Regions from separate parts of the Sus scrofa genome. Here all the other regions are linked to region 1. The links are chromatin contacts, called in public Hi-C, HiChIP or PLAC-seq and promoter capture Hi-C maps. All regions are on one chromosome and are shown on one strand. Each heading gives the region's core, a stretch centred on a gene start, on an enhancer-like site or on the middle of the called end of the contact. The rest is flanking DNA. Distances are from core to core; before and after follow the strand shown.

Region 1 (2,779 bases), core at 188-2,687:
GTATTTCACGGTGGGCAGATTATGCAATGTATGCAAGGACAAATCCCACAACCTCCCCGAGCGCTGGTAAAACACGCTGACGACAAACAGGGTGGAAAACGTCTGTGCAGACTCAGCCCCGGACACAAACAAACGCAGCGCAGGCATTCTCCGAATGCCGTCACCGTTCACGCTACCAATGCTCTTTCTCAACGAGAAAATCAAGACTATTGCCCATTAGTCAGCCCCCCTCCTCTCCTCCGCCGCCAGCCCCGCAGAAGGCACGAGAAAGGAAAGAGCGCTGCCCTTCCCCAGGAGATGGCTCAGTCTCCCCGGCGCTCTTCTCTACCAAAACATCAATTTTCCTGAAATCAGGAGACATTATGCAACAGTGGCGGGGGGAGCGCAAGCCAGCTCGGACTACGTGCCGGCGCGAGGGCGCTGCAATCAAAGCAGCCACCTTAAGGTGGCGAGTCCCCTCCTGACAAGGCAGCAAAAGTTTATGTAATGAATGCCCCGCGCACACTCGCAGCCGCCGGCCAGTCCCGCGCACAGCCCGGCCCCGCGCGCAGCCCGGTCCGCGCCCAGTGCCCGCCGGCCGCGCGCCCCAGGAGCGGGCGGGGAACGGGGCACCGGGCCCGGGCAGGCGGTGGGCGGAGCGCTTACCGTGTTCCTGCTCTCGGGCCGGCGAGCCGGGGCGACAGGGAGAAAGAGCAGGGAGTCGGGAGCCGAGCTGGAGGCGCTCAGGGATCCGGGTCCGGCCAGGCCTCCGGGACGGCAGGAGCGGCGAGGGCGCGGCGCGGGAGGCGGGCGGCGCGCCGGGTCCGCGGGCGCCGTGGCCGCGCCGGGAGATGTGTGTTAGTAGGTCAGTTCCGAGCGCGGCGCTACGTCGCCGCCCGCCAGCCTAGCCGTGACGGGCGGCCGCGGCCCCAATCGCTGTGCCCGCACCCGCCCCCAGCCCACCGCCAATGGCCGCAGCCGGCGGGGGCGGGCTCTCACAGGCCCCGCCCCCGCCCGCGCCCCCTCCCGGCAGCGCCACCAGCAAGCAGCCCGCGTCCCTTCCCGGCCGCGGCTACTGCCACCGCCCGAGCGCCTGGAGGACCCGCGCCCAGCGCCTCGCGCCCCGCTTCAGGGCTGCACAACGGCCAGCGTGGCCACCTCGACCGGGGCAAGCCTGAGGAGGGGCCCGAGACCCCCTACCTTGCCGTCCCTCTCCCCTCACCGTTGCCTTCACCCTCTCGGTCACCGAGGTACCTAAGCCCAGCGACCCTCGCTCACTCGCAGAGGCGCGTTTTGTTTCCCCGAGCGCTCAGCGAGCCAGGCTACCTGTTGCCGACCGAGTACCAGGCGGAGGGCTGGAGGCTGCCTCGACCCGGGCGTGGCAGGGACCTCCGCCTTCCCCTCTCTAAACGCCGAGAGGACCCCTCCTCCTGGGGGTGGGCGAGAGAGGAGGCCGAGGGTGAGCGCAGGCGAGCGGCCAGAACTCAGGGCCGGCCGCAGAGGGGAGGGAGGCGGGTGGCGGTTCCGAGCCCCGCGGTGCTGCGTTGGCAGCGATTACAATGCCCCGCGCGTCTCCCTTGGGAGCGCGACGGCCGGGAGCGCGGGGGGTGGGGTGGGGGGAGAAAGCGCAACGCACGAACACCGCCCCCTACACAATTAGGGCGAAGATGACGGCTGCAAAGTTGTTGCGTAACACGACTGGGAAACGAAGCTGGCCAAGGTCCATCTGCCCCCTCCCCCGGCCATGCCGAGAGTGGCCGCCCGGAGTGCGGGTCCGCGGGCCGGGTGCGCCCATCCTGTACGCTCGCTGGTGTTTGCTGCTGGCGCTTGAGACAGAGGTTCAGAGTCTCTTGATCTTGAAGTAGAAGCAAGTCGGTCATTTCTGCCTCTAATTGGATGCAATTGTCTTCTTCCCAAATTCCCGGGCTACGTAACAGACGTAAAGAAATGGGGGAAAGGGCACCTCCCGGCGAGTCAGGTCATTGAGCTAAAGACTGTAAAGGCACGTGGCACACACACGGCGCATTTCCTGATAGATAGATAAATCGATAAAAGCGGCAGCGCCTGCCTTTTACGAAGGGAGCCATATTCTTGATAGTGACGCACAGATTGCCCAAATAGGGAATGTGGCAGGTGCGGAAAGACCTCCTGCTCTGCTTGGACTGTGTGGAAGCTGGGCTGAATGCCTTGCATGACTTTCCACTTCTTTTTCTTATGATAAAATATTCTTTAAAAAAGTTGAACTAAACACCAAAATATAGAGTGAACACCTTCCTTTCTCCCAGCTACCCTCACCGAGGTCTATCATCAATAGAAAATCTGCTTGCTAAGTTTGTCTCTTCTATCTTCCTCAGTCTCTTACTGAGGAATTGTAAGTACCCCCAAATGGATGCTTAAACATTCTTATCACATATTAGGTTTTGGAAAGCTTCACGTTTCAAACTATTCTCCAAGGACAATGCTGCTGTTCAGAACACACACATGTTCACGATTCACCTGGTAAGGTGTAGATTTACCAACAAGGCTCTGACAATATAGACCTGCAATATGGGTTTTAGCATCTTCCCCAAATGCACCTTTCCAAGTGCTCACCAATTCAAGAAGCACATCTGTGTGTGGCTTCTGAGTCAGTCACCTGTATTAGATATTTATTCCAAAGAACTGACTCCATTGATGAAAATGAATCCTGATTTTGGTTTATATTCTCCACTTTTCTCACTTGCAATAATACATTTCCTCCTCATCCTCAGTCCTCACAATGCCCATTATAGCTTTGAAAAACCACTTTTAGATGAAATGA
Region 2 (2,779 bases), core at 165-2,664, 430 kb before region 1:
GAGTAATGAGGAGTTTGGGGTTAACAGATCCATAGGACTCCGTATCAAGTCGAGAAGCCACAAAGGTGAACTATATCCAATGTCTTGTGACCAACTGCAGTAGAAAAGAAAAAAGTTAAAAGCCCAAACTGAAAAATAAAATGAGATGCGCAGCACTCCTGCAGCACAGAAACCTGTTCACGTGACCCGGTGTGTGCCCCGGGGTCCTTGGCGGGAAGGCATCCTTCACGCCCGCCTGGCCCTGCTCACCCCGGCTCTGCCCGCCTGGCTCTGCCCGCTCTGGCCTCCCTCTCTGGCCTGTGCTCTCCCAACTGGAAAGTCACCCCACGCCTCTCTCCCCATAAATCTTTCCCTCCTTCCACTGCCGCCCGCCCACTCCCTCACATTCCCTCAGCTCTCACAGTGCCTGTAACACGATGTACCATCCAATTGGAGGCATGTGTTTTACGGACATTCGGCTGTAAGTCCTTTCAAGCAGGAGTCACGTTCTGTTCCTTCCTGAGCCTGGACCTGCGCCCTGAGATGGAGCTGAGCGCGCACCTAGCAGGGCGGCCAGCATCCCCCCGGCCGGCCGGCTGGACTTCTTCCCAGTGCTTTGTTGCTACGTGTACCCTCCTCCTGGGTAGCCTGGCTGTGTTTGATCCATAGTGCCTCTAACAGGGGAAGGAGGAAGGGATGAAAGGCAGAACCCCAACTCTCCAGGCCGTTTACCAGCTCCTAACCGTTTACTTGGCCACGGTGACTTATTTGTATATTTCCATTTTGAAGAGCCGAAAGAGACATTTCCATGCCATGTGTGTCTGTGTGTGTATCTACTGACGTGTATATGCCTATGAATATGTCTGCATATGTGTGTGTCTGTGTGCCTGTGTAAGTACACATCTGCCTGCATCCACGTGTGTCCATATATATACGTTTCTGTGTCTATTTTGTGTCTGTGTAATGTATGTTTATGTATGTGTGGTGTGTATGTCTCAGGTATCTGTGTTGTCTGTCTGTGGATGTTTTCGTGTGCCTGTGTGTGTCTCTGTTTGTAGTTTTGTGTCTGTCTCTCTGTCTCTAGATATATGTCTCTCTGTCTATAGATATTTGTGTATACCTGTGTGTGTGTCTGTTTAAGCTTTGTGTCTGTCTATCTGTCTGTAGATGTGTGTCTGTCTATAGATGTTTGTATATGCCTATGTGTGTGTCTGTTTTAGCTTTGTGTCTCTGTCTGTAGATGTGTGTCTGTGTGTCTGTGCGTGTCTGTCTGTAGATGTTTGCATATGCCTGTGTGTGTGTCTGTTTAAGCTTTGTGTCTCTGTCTGTAGATGTGTGTGTGTGTGTGTGTGTGTGTGTGTGTGTGTGTGCTGTCCACCAGCACATGAACCCGGGGTATAAACTCAGAGTTAGTCTAACCATCATCTGATACGGGTAACAGGAGTTTTCCAGGTGGCCCAAGTGTCCTTCAGTCCTGGCCACGGCTGTCACAGCCTCCCCCACCCGCTCTATCCTCCTGGGCTTCCTGCTGGGCCACGGGGTCCAGGTGCCAGGCAGCAGGACACTTTGTTCCAGCATGTCCTCAAGCTGCATCCCACCTCTGCGGGGAAAGCCCGGCTGAGGTGCATCTCTGCACGTCTTGGGAATCTGGCCTGGATCCAGAGCCAGCCCTGCCAGTTCTGTGAAGAGACAGCCTGGAGTTTCACAACCAGCCCTTTACTGCCCCAGGATGCCGGCGTCTCCGCTTCCTTTGCTTTCTAGACCAGAAGAGGATGAGATGCAGCCTGCGCCACCCGACTGTGGAGAGGCTGTGGGCCTTCCCGGCAAGGCCTCACCAAGTGGGCAACCTGAAGAGGGAGCCCTCAGTGCCACATCTAAGGCGGCACAACCTTGGTCAACGACAGACTCCTTACCCAGCTCGGCCATCCCGAGTCATGCCCACTTTCATTTCTTCTAAATGAACTCCTTTCTCTCGTTGGAAACCTCAAAAATTCCCCTTTACTTTTGAAATTCCAAATTAAACGTGGTTAAAGTGTATTCTGCTATGAATTTGCCAGGACTTTTACATAAGTCCAGTTACCTCATTTGCAGCACCTGGTACACAATTTAAATGTGGGACCCTTGTTCAAAAAGTAGGAAAGCAGAGAACTTGAAGGTACCAACATGTAAAGCTTTCCTTTCCTTCACAGTCTTTCTGGATTTGCCGTGGTGTTTTTATTTACTGTTGTTCCAAATAGAGAAAAGTTAACATTTTAAATTATTAACATGAATTTTAGCATTCCCCTTTATATGGCACAATGCCAGTTTTAAATGCAAATACAAGAGAATTTAAGTCACGTGAAGAACCACTGACATTACGTAGTTTAAGAGAGAGTGTGGAAAGAAAGGAAACCTTTGGGAATGTACAACGGAACAGCCACTACCGAGAGCAGTGTGGAGATGCCTTTAAAAACTACGCATAGAATACCATGTCATCCTACAATCCCACTCCTGGGCTTATATCTGGAGAAAACTATAATTCGAAAAGATATATGCGCCCCAGTGTTCACTGCAGCACTTGTTACAATAGCTAAGACGTGGAAGCCACCTAAAAGCCCATTGACAGATGAATGGATAAAGAAGATGCGATACATAGATACAATGGAATGAATGTTATGCAGCCAAAAAAAAAAAAAACCGGAATGAAATAATGACATTTGCAGTACATGGATGGACCCAGAGATGACCACACCAAGTGAAGGAAGCCAGACAAAACCAAATACATGATATCACTTATATGTGGACACAATCTAAAAAAAAA
Region 3 (2,779 bases), core at 150-2,649, 340 kb before region 1:
CGGGTCTTCTCTGCACGCTCCCCACCCACAGAGGCCCTCTCCCAGGGGAGGCAGCAGCAGGCTGCCTTCTTGCACTCCTCTCCCGCAGAAGGACACTTGGGGGCAGTCATTCAACACTGCACACACTTCATCCCCTGCGAGGCTCCTGCTCACCCAAGAACCAAGAACGCAGCCTTCATCTGGGGTGTCCCGGACGCTCTGTGACAGTCTAATCAGCAAACAAGACTACAGGTGATGGTGCTGGCACTTGGCCACATGGTCCAGCCCCACCAGCCTGCAGTCCACCCACTTGGGCCGGACGAAGAAGCTGGACAGCGCCACTCGCAGGACTTGTAAATACAGCCCCTGCTCTCACGCTCAGCAAGTGGGAAGAGGGAACAGGTTCAGAGAATACTGTTTTCAGTGGATTTAGAGAAACACACCTAGACACAATGTCATTTCCTTGTCATTCTTCCTCTCGTTCTCTTAATAACCCTGACGTTCCCTGCAGGCATGCAGGGAACCCTTCATCTCAGTGAAGGAGACATGTAAGGTCTCTACGTCACACAAGCATTGGGTCTTAAGCAAATGAGGAGAGGGACATAAAACAGACTGAAATTACAGGCTGGGTACGTTTCTGCCAGAGTCTTCCCTGGAGTTTGGGACTCTTGGTCCTTCTCCACTGCGTTACCCCCCATCATGGCATTTTAATGGATATAGGAACAACACCCCACAGCAGTCTGGTATCTCAGGATGAAAACATTCAGAAACAGGCAATACGCTTACACACAACAAGTTCAAGAAAGGGGGGGGGGGGCGGCTAATAAATGAACAGAAGTTCAAAGGAAGCTGAGTGATGTAAGACGTTTGGCGATGACTCACACGTGGGGCATTCAAGCCGGACTTTCGCAAACAAGGGGGTGGCGGGCAGAGTCAGCAAGCACAGCCATGAAGTCCATCAGCCCAGCCTCGGGAGGGACGGGGGTGCTGCAGAGCTGGGACCCAGGGCTTGCTTGCCAACAAAATGACCCCACGCCTGCTCTGTTATTTCTGTATTTCTGAGTGGCAGCAACCCCCACAGGAAGGCGCTCCGTTCACCACCGCAGTGCACCCCCACACGAGTCCCAGCTGAGGTCCTCCTCACAGGGGCAAAGGCAGTCCTGTAAAAGAGAAACGGGATCTGATTGAAGCTTAACGTGATTCTTCATTGTCACGACAAAAGTATCTTCAGATCCACGCGCAAATGACAGCCCGAAAGGAAAAGATGTGAGCCTGTGTTGTATGTGTGAGAGCGTAAGAGGGTGTACGTGTGTGTGTGCATGTACTTAGGGCAAAAGACACACACCCACAGTCTCCAGAGGATTACAAAAAGTCCTCTGTACTAAAGAATTTCAGACCGGTTTGATGATTCATTTAGGGGAACTGCTGACAGCTCATGAAGGAAAAGAGTTTGTGCACATGTGCGCTGTCCAGTGCTCACTAAGTTGTGTCCCTAGCAGGGGAGGTCCACCGCCTTCAGGCTTCGTTGAAAAGGAGAAGCTGAAAATCAGATGCATACACGAGCGTGTGATCTGACAGATCAGATGTTGGAGGAAACACTTGAGAACCGACGTGGTTCAAGGAGAGCAAATATTTACAGGAGTCAGGGCAGCTTTCTACTTCCTCTGCCCCCTTCTTCTGGAATCTTCTCCCTCCCTGGTTGCTGGGGGTCCGCCTTCTTTCCCAGGTCTCCCCTGGGTGTGGGATGCAGTGATGGACGGGGGTACCAGCCCCTCTGGCTTGCTGGGGCTTCTCCTCTGTTAACTGTGATGCTTTGGGCAGATGTTGACGAGCTCATGGAGCACCTGCGAAAATGTGGGGAGCCCAAGTGTCAGGCACCATCAGGACAATGAAAGAATGGCACCCTCCCCTCGCAGAGTGGTCCTGTGCCTATAAGGCCAGATCCTGCCCACCCAGGGCAGCCATCACTGACACACACACTCACACACATTAGCACAAACACATGCCCACCCTCGCACCACCATATACACTCACAAACATCCAAACACACCTGCTCACATATGACTCCCAGGCAAACACTCACACCCACGTACATACACTCACAACATCATACACACAAAAATGCATGCATATACACTCTCACTGGCACACAATCACACACTCACCCCTACACACACACATGTATACACATGCTAACATATCGCTTCACACACACATGTGCACACACACACACTTACACATACCCACATACATTCATACAAACATACACATACTTGGGTCCTAGGTGAGACCACCCCATGCCCCACACTACCCCATGCCCCAAGTCTAGCTGTCTTGGGTCAGCACAGACCTAAGACCCAGAGTCCCCTACTCTCTGGAACATAAAGTACCTCTGACATCTGTCTGGGGGGACTTGGGCCAGCCCAGTGGCAGGTTGCTACACTGTCACAAAGTGCCCCGTGGGCTGGCCCTAATACCCTCCAGAAGGGTCCAGGCTGTCAGGCTGCCCAGGGTCACACATCCCTCTTCTCATGAACAGGAGTTGTATGCCACCGCTTTCTTCCTGTCATGTCAGGGTACACAGAGTCTTTTCTTGGCCTCTTATATTCCTCAGGACCAAAGGTGTGCTACCCACACAGTCCATCCGGGACCACCAGCCACTCCTTTGGTCGGAACTGACAGGGGCAGAATTTCTCCACCTTCCCTTTCTCAGGGCTTCCTAAACATCCAACCTCATCCATGACGAGCCTGACCCAAAGCCGTTCCTCCCCCGGACAAGCTCTCCTCAGAGCAGCACATC
Region 4 (2,779 bases), core at 80-2,579, 320 kb before region 1:
TGAGTTCAAGATCCCAAGGTGATCAGGGGAGGAGGGAAGAGGGAATCGGGCTGGATTAAAATGGTCCTGCCTGGCTGCACGTGGGTCCAGACTCCTCCCTTGCCTGAGAGACGTAGGGACCAAAAGCCAATCCAGTCCCATTCCTCACACCCCGCCTGAGCTCTTGGGGAACAAAAATAATAAAATGAGTCCAGTTCACTTTAAAATCACCTGGAGAGGGAGTTCCCATTGTGGCACAGCAACAATGAATCCAACTGGTATCCATGAGGACGCGGGTTTGATTCCTGGCCTCGCTCAGCATTGCTGTGAGCCGTGGTGTAGGTCGCAGACTGGGCTCTGATCCCGAGTTGCCATGGATGTGGCAGCAGCTGCAGCTCGGATTCAACCCTTAGCCTGGGGACTTCCATATGCTGCAGGTCTGGGCCTAAACAGCAAAAATCAATCAATCAATCAATCACCTGGAGAAAAAGGGAACAAGGACCAACTACCTTTGACCCACAGCCCCAAGGAGAGGCCAAGAGGGTGACCAAGGCCCAGCAAAGTCACCTCCCCTGAGACCTGAGGACAAAGACGTGCTCTGTCGCTGTGTCGTGCTGAGCAGCAGGGCAGGGCTACTTTTAGCCTCTCCACAGAATCTGAGTTCCAGTGGGCATGTTTTCAAGACAGCACTTTCCTATTAAAATTGCAACAATTATGGCTGAAAAGAAAGTTCGTTGTGCTCAGAAAACTCTACGACAGGCCCTCTCACTATGATGCCTGCGTGACTGTGGCCTGGCTGCTTTTAAGGACTGATTTTGTCACCCTCGTCTAGCGTGGGTGGACGTGTGTGGTCAGTACTTCAAGAGAGGTGAGAAATTACCGCAGAGGAAGGACAGTGACAGCAAGACACCATCCTTGTCCTGTCTTTTCCTCCCCTGACCAAGCAAGAGCTGTGGAACTGGGACCTAGGACATGGCCCCCAAAATTCAGGGTGTTCACCAAATACTTGAAAGGGGTTTAAGAAAATGTTGGTGTTTAGATGAGGCCCAACTGGGAAAGCAATTCTTGTTTCCTAACCTGGAGAATAAGCTCTCTGGTAAAACGTACAGAGGGAGAGAGGTTTAACGTAGTGAAGAAGCAAAGCAATGCTATGAAACCACAGGTCTCCAGCCTCAGCTCTTCTGGTCAGGGGGAGATCACACCACCTCCTGCCAGGTAACCGGTCTGCTCACCAGTTACGGTGACAGGGCTAATGATGGGGAGGCAGCCAGGCTCCTAGGCAGAAAGACACAGGAGCAGCCTTGCTTCATTTTTGCCTCTGTAAAGCCTCATGACTATGCTCCATCTCTATTTTTAGAGCTCAGCATTTAAAAGGTCAAGTGCCTTCAAAAGTGTTTATTTTCCTCTCCAGTGTTTGTGCTCTGATTGAAGTGACAGCCTTGAGCTCCTCCCCCCACCCCCACACCAAATCCACTGTATTCCATGCAGCTTACTTTTTACCTGAACTGCCAACAAAGCTTGAAATGAGCAGCATTTGGGGTTTTGGTTGTTTGTTTGTTTGTTTGTTTTTTCTTACTCTGACTCCACTGGAGCCACAGAGGTTGACGGCCACTCAGGAAAAGCACGGCACCTTCTCTATGTGGCCAGTGGGCAGAATGCACCTACAGGTCTTCACAGACCTGGCCAAGCCCTCCCCACGTGGATGCAAGCTGATCTCCGAGGATTCAACCTCCCTGACCCGCCCCAGTCCTGGTAGGAAGTCCAGGGCTTGTGTCCAGGGGTGGCCCTCAATTTCAGAGCCTGTCAGGCCATATCTGTCCTGGCGGTTGCCTGTCTTGCCCTGGCCATCTCCACCCATCACCCTGTGTCACAGAATTCTCTCTGAGCTTCTCCCACTGCTGCCACTCACCCAGGACCACCCAAGGCTCAAATGAAGCTCATCCCTGATTGCCAAACACAGCGAATACTGGGCTATAGGGTTCCAGCCGTTCCTCATCTTCTTAATCCCTTCATCTTTCAGTGGACATTTGAGTTGTTTCCATGTCTTGGCTATTGTGAATAGTGCTGCAGTGAACACAGGCGGGCAGGTATTGTTTTTGAATGAAAGTTTTGTCCGCATATATGCCCAAGAGTGGGATTGCTGGGTCATATGGTAGTTCTATATTTAGTTTTCTGAGGAAACTCCATACTGTTTTCCATAGTGGCTGCACCAATTTACATTCCCACCAGCAGTGGAGGAGGCTTCCCTTTTCTCCACACCCTCTCCAGCATTTGTTATTTGTGGACTTGTTAATGATGGCCCTTCTGACATGTGTGATGTGGTAGTTTTGCTTTGCATTTCTCTAATAATTAAGAAGTGTGGTACATCCATACAATGGAATACTACTCAGCCATAAAAAGGACAAAATAATGCCATTTGTAGCAACATGGATGGAACTAGAGATTCTCGTCCTAAGCGAAGTAAGTCAGAAAGAGAAAGACAAATACCATACCATGTCACTTATATGTGGAATCTAAAACATGGCACAAATGAGCCTATCGACAAAACAGAAACAGATCATGGACAGGGAAAGCAGACTTGTGTTTGGGGCAGGGGGGTGGGGGGAAGTGGAATGGACAGGGAGTTGGGGTTGGTAGATACAAACTACTACATTTAGAATGGATGGGTAATAGAGCACCTACTGTACAGCATAGGGAACCGTGTACAGTCTCTTGGGGTAGAACATGATGGAAGATAGTATTAAAAAAACAATGTATCTAACTATCTATCTATACATGGCTGGGTTGCTTTGCTGTACAA
Region 5 (2,779 bases), core at 164-2,663, 290 kb before region 1:
TGTCCCCCATAGGAAGGTGACCTTGCCTAAAAAAACCTACTCTTGCGTGAAGCTTCCTCTTCCCACTCCTGTCAGCCTATAAAAGCCTTCGTTTGTATAGCTCCTCAGAGCTCCTTTCTAGATAGCACTAGATAGAATGCTGCCTGATTCATGAATCATTGAATAAAGTCTCAGAGATCTTGAAATTTTCTCAGTTGAATTTTTTTTTTTTACACAAGTGTTTAATTCTTTCATGTGTAAAGTCCAGTCACATCCTTAACCTTTTCTGAAAGTTTGGCACTAAAAATCAGAAGGAAATAAGGCATAACACAACGGCCAATTACCTTAAATACTTTTAAAATATAAACTAAAGCAAGATGTGGAAAAACATTTCAATGTCTGACAGATTAAAGATTTAACAGCACAGAAATAAACGCTCTATCCTACCCCTGAGGGAATTCTATGCAATGAAATGTAGGAAAAGTAAATAAAATATCTTGAAACATTAATTCGTTAAGTGTACTTGACAAACTATAGCATAAAATTTTTTCTATCAAACTCTTACTTTGGGCTGAAAAAAGGAAAAGGTATTCTAGGTTTTTTATTAATAAGATAAAATTCAAAGTTTGCTTTTGGAGTTCCCATTGTGGCGCAGTGGTTAACGAATCCGACTAGGAACCATGAGGTTGCAGGTTCGATCCCTGGCCTCGCTCAGTGGGTTAAGGATCCGGTATTGCCTCAAGCTGTGGTGTAGGCCGCAGACATGGCTCGGATCCCAAGTTGCTGTGGCTCTGGCGTAGGCTGGTGGCCACGGGTCCGGTTAGACCCCCTAGCCTGGGAACCTCCATATGCCGCTGGAGTGGCCCTAGAAAAGGCAAAAGAGAAAAACAAAAACAACAAACTCAAAGTTTGCTTTTAAACTAAACAGTAACAAGTATGTTTTATTAAAAAGAAATATATGAACTTTTTTTTAAAGTCTAACTCTGTAGGTATTAAATAAAGAACAACCAAGTTCTGCATAAAAAGACACACATTCATAGATATTCTTCTTTTCCTTCTTACTCAAAAGGGAGCTCATACAAAACTGGAGGGTTTTAGGGAGTTCCTGTCGTGGCGCAGCGGTTAACAAATCTGACTAGGAACCATGAGGTTGCAGGTTCGATCCCTGGCCTCGCTCAGTGGGTTAAGGATCTGGCCTTGCTCAGCCTCAGTTGAATTTTTCAACATCACTTTTAAGAGCCTTCCCTCTGACCCTTCAGCCTCCAAATCCTGACCCAGCTCAGTGTTTCAAAACTCTTCATCAACTTAAAACAAATACAATTCTTGATTGCCAAGTGGATTTTTCAACTTGTCCCAGTTTCCTCATTACTTTGTTTTGTGTTTTCCTTCCATTTGAGAAATATACGCCCTTCCAAAATGGCTCGTTTCCCTCTGGTCTTTGGCTTGTCTCTGTTTCTGCATGCCAGAGGTTGGGGGTGCTGTTTAGTCAGGTCTCAGCTGTGGTGAAGGCACCAACCTGTGGGGCAGTCACAGGTTTCTGGTTCTATAACTGCAAGCCCACACCTGCAGCAAGAAGTGCCTCTGGTCAGCACATTTATACACCTATACAGGCAGCACCAGATCAGGAGACTGAGTGTCCACCCAAACCCCATGACCCCCAGGTCCAAGGGGGCTGTGACAGCACCAGGCACACTCAGAGCCACCAAAGCATCAAGGGATTGCTGAGCCTCCTCAAGTACTGGAGTCATAAACACATTTTAAAAAGGAAGAGTTCCCACTGTGGCTCAGCAGGTTAAGACACCAACTAGTATCCATGAGGGTGCAGGTTTGATCCCAGGCCTCGCTCAGTAGGTTACAGCTGCGATGTTGCCTCTAGCTGCAGTATAGGTCACAGACGGGGCTCGGATCTAGTGCTGCTGTGGCTGTGGTGTAGGCTGGCAGCTGCAGCTCCAATTGGACCCCTAGCCCAGAAACTTGCATATAAAAGAAAAACAAATAAATAAAAATAAAATTAAAAAGGGGAAGTGGATTCTGTGGACAAAGCCAAGTGCAGGAGGGCGGACTGGCCCATTTGGAAAGCAGCTATAAACACCACTATACCACCAACGCCACTCAGACTGGCCCCCTTGGAAAAGTCTGGAGGACAGGCCATCCTGGCTGTGGGAGTCGGGCTCCAGCCAGCCATGGCAGGGATCTGGTGGTGGCCCAGGGCCCCGGGGAAAACAAGGGTGTGGGGAAGGCTTGGGAAGAGACTGCCCTTGGTGATGGCTTTGCCACATGGAGTCAGCGCAGCCTGAATTCCTCGGTGCTCCCAGGGAGGGAGCTGCCCCTGTGAGCCCTGGGCTGGAGGACAGAGAGCAGCAGCCAAGCAGGGGCCCTCCTGGACCACCCCAGCTCCCCCTCTAGCTCTTCCCAAGAGGGACACCCAGGCCTTCTCCTCCTGGCCAGATGACCCACCCCAGGCCAGTGATTATCTTGTCATCACAGAATGTCACCATGCCCAGCAATGGCAATGGCTTTTCATAAGCAAATTCCATACCCCGTGCTTCCCATTCTAGCCAAACAGTTGTGCTGGCTTAGTGAGGGGGATAAACTCGAATTACCAGAGGCCTGTTCCCATTGTATTAACCCGGGACTCTAAATGGAGTGGCTTCTGTAATCCCGCAGGCATTCATTAGAGAGCCCACTGGAGCCGGGTGTACCATTGCCCCGGTTGGTGGTTTTCTGTGGGTGCTGGGGGTGGGATGGAGCTGCAGGGCCCAGACAGGGAGAGTGTGACACCCAGGCTGACACAGGGTAG

Evidence for each region. Promoter capture Hi-C pulls out the DNA fragments that hold promoters and counts their contacts. Hi-C and Micro-C count contacts between places; a contact is called where the count stands out from the background. HiChIP or PLAC-seq counts read pairs in DNA pulled down with a chosen protein or histone mark.
Region 2: a contact with region 1 is called in a Hi-C map of omental adipose tissue, with 2.0 times the contacts expected there. The contact joins the enhancer-like site here to the promoter of NFIL3 in region 1. A contact is called at or near these places in 3 of 5 promoter capture datasets (fetal skeletal muscle and liver), 21 of 47 Hi-C or Micro-C datasets (adipocytes, alveolar macrophages, blood and 14 more) and 2 of 2 datasets of contacts at active chromatin or transcription factors (alveolar macrophages and skeletal muscle).
Region 3: a contact with region 1 is called in an H3K27ac HiChIP or PLAC-seq map of alveolar macrophages. The contact joins the enhancer-like site here to the promoter of NFIL3 in region 1. A contact is called at or near these places in 3 of 5 promoter capture datasets (fetal liver and liver), 27 of 47 Hi-C or Micro-C datasets (adipose tissue, alveolar macrophages, blood and 14 more) and 2 of 2 datasets of contacts at active chromatin or transcription factors (alveolar macrophages and skeletal muscle).
Region 4: an H3K27ac HiChIP or PLAC-seq map of skeletal muscle shows a contact between it and region 1, with 5 times the contacts expected there. The contact joins the enhancer-like site here to the promoter of NFIL3 in region 1. A contact is called at or near these places in 2 of 5 promoter capture datasets (fetal liver and skeletal muscle), 4 of 47 Hi-C or Micro-C datasets (blood, heart right ventricle, liver and 1 more) and 2 of 2 datasets of contacts at active chromatin or transcription factors (alveolar macrophages and skeletal muscle).
Region 5: a promoter capture Hi-C map of liver shows a contact between it and region 1, with 16 times the contacts expected there. The contact joins the enhancer-like site here to the promoter of NFIL3 in region 1. A contact is called at or near these places in 1 of 5 promoter capture datasets (liver), 5 of 47 Hi-C or Micro-C datasets (embryonic fibroblasts, liver and skeletal muscle) and 2 of 2 datasets of contacts at active chromatin or transcription factors (alveolar macrophages and skeletal muscle).

Annotation. Positions count from the first base shown.
Region 1 is chr14:2,602,337-2,605,115 of Sscrofa11.1, forward strand. It overlaps NFIL3 (nuclear factor interleukin-3-regulated protein), which reads right to left and starts at 1,438. Exons shown (of 2, transcript XM_001928870.6): 1 at 1,306-1,438.
Region 2 is chr14:2,175,112-2,177,890 of Sscrofa11.1, forward strand. No RefSeq gene overlaps it. Among named protein-coding and RNA genes, the nearest start is that of SYK, 73 kb to the left of the region's middle. Within about 2 kb of position 1,415, at least 4 of the 83 cell types and tissues checked have an H3K27ac peak or open chromatin away from gene starts, as enhancers often do. A contact at or near this core is called in omental adipose tissue, where this site is marked.
Region 3 is chr14:2,257,767-2,260,545 of Sscrofa11.1, forward strand. No RefSeq gene overlaps it. Among named protein-coding and RNA genes, the nearest start is that of SYK, 160 kb to the left of the region's middle. Within about 2 kb of position 1,400, at least 33 of the 83 cell types and tissues checked have an H3K27ac peak or open chromatin away from gene starts, as enhancers often do. A contact at or near this core is called in adipose tissue, alveolar macrophages, fetal liver and 5 more, where this site is marked.
Region 4 is chr14:2,285,887-2,288,665 of Sscrofa11.1, forward strand. No RefSeq gene overlaps it. Among named protein-coding and RNA genes, the nearest start is that of SYK, 180 kb to the left of the region's middle. Within about 2 kb of position 1,330, at least 5 of the 83 cell types and tissues checked have an H3K27ac peak or open chromatin away from gene starts, as enhancers often do. A contact at or near this core is called in skeletal muscle, where this site is marked.
Region 5 is chr14:2,308,943-2,311,721 of Sscrofa11.1, forward strand. No RefSeq gene overlaps it. Among named protein-coding and RNA genes, the nearest start is that of SYK, 210 kb to the left of the region's middle. Within about 2 kb of position 1,414, at least 1 of the 83 cell types and tissues checked has an H3K27ac peak or open chromatin away from gene starts, as enhancers often do. A contact at or near this core is called in liver, where this site is marked.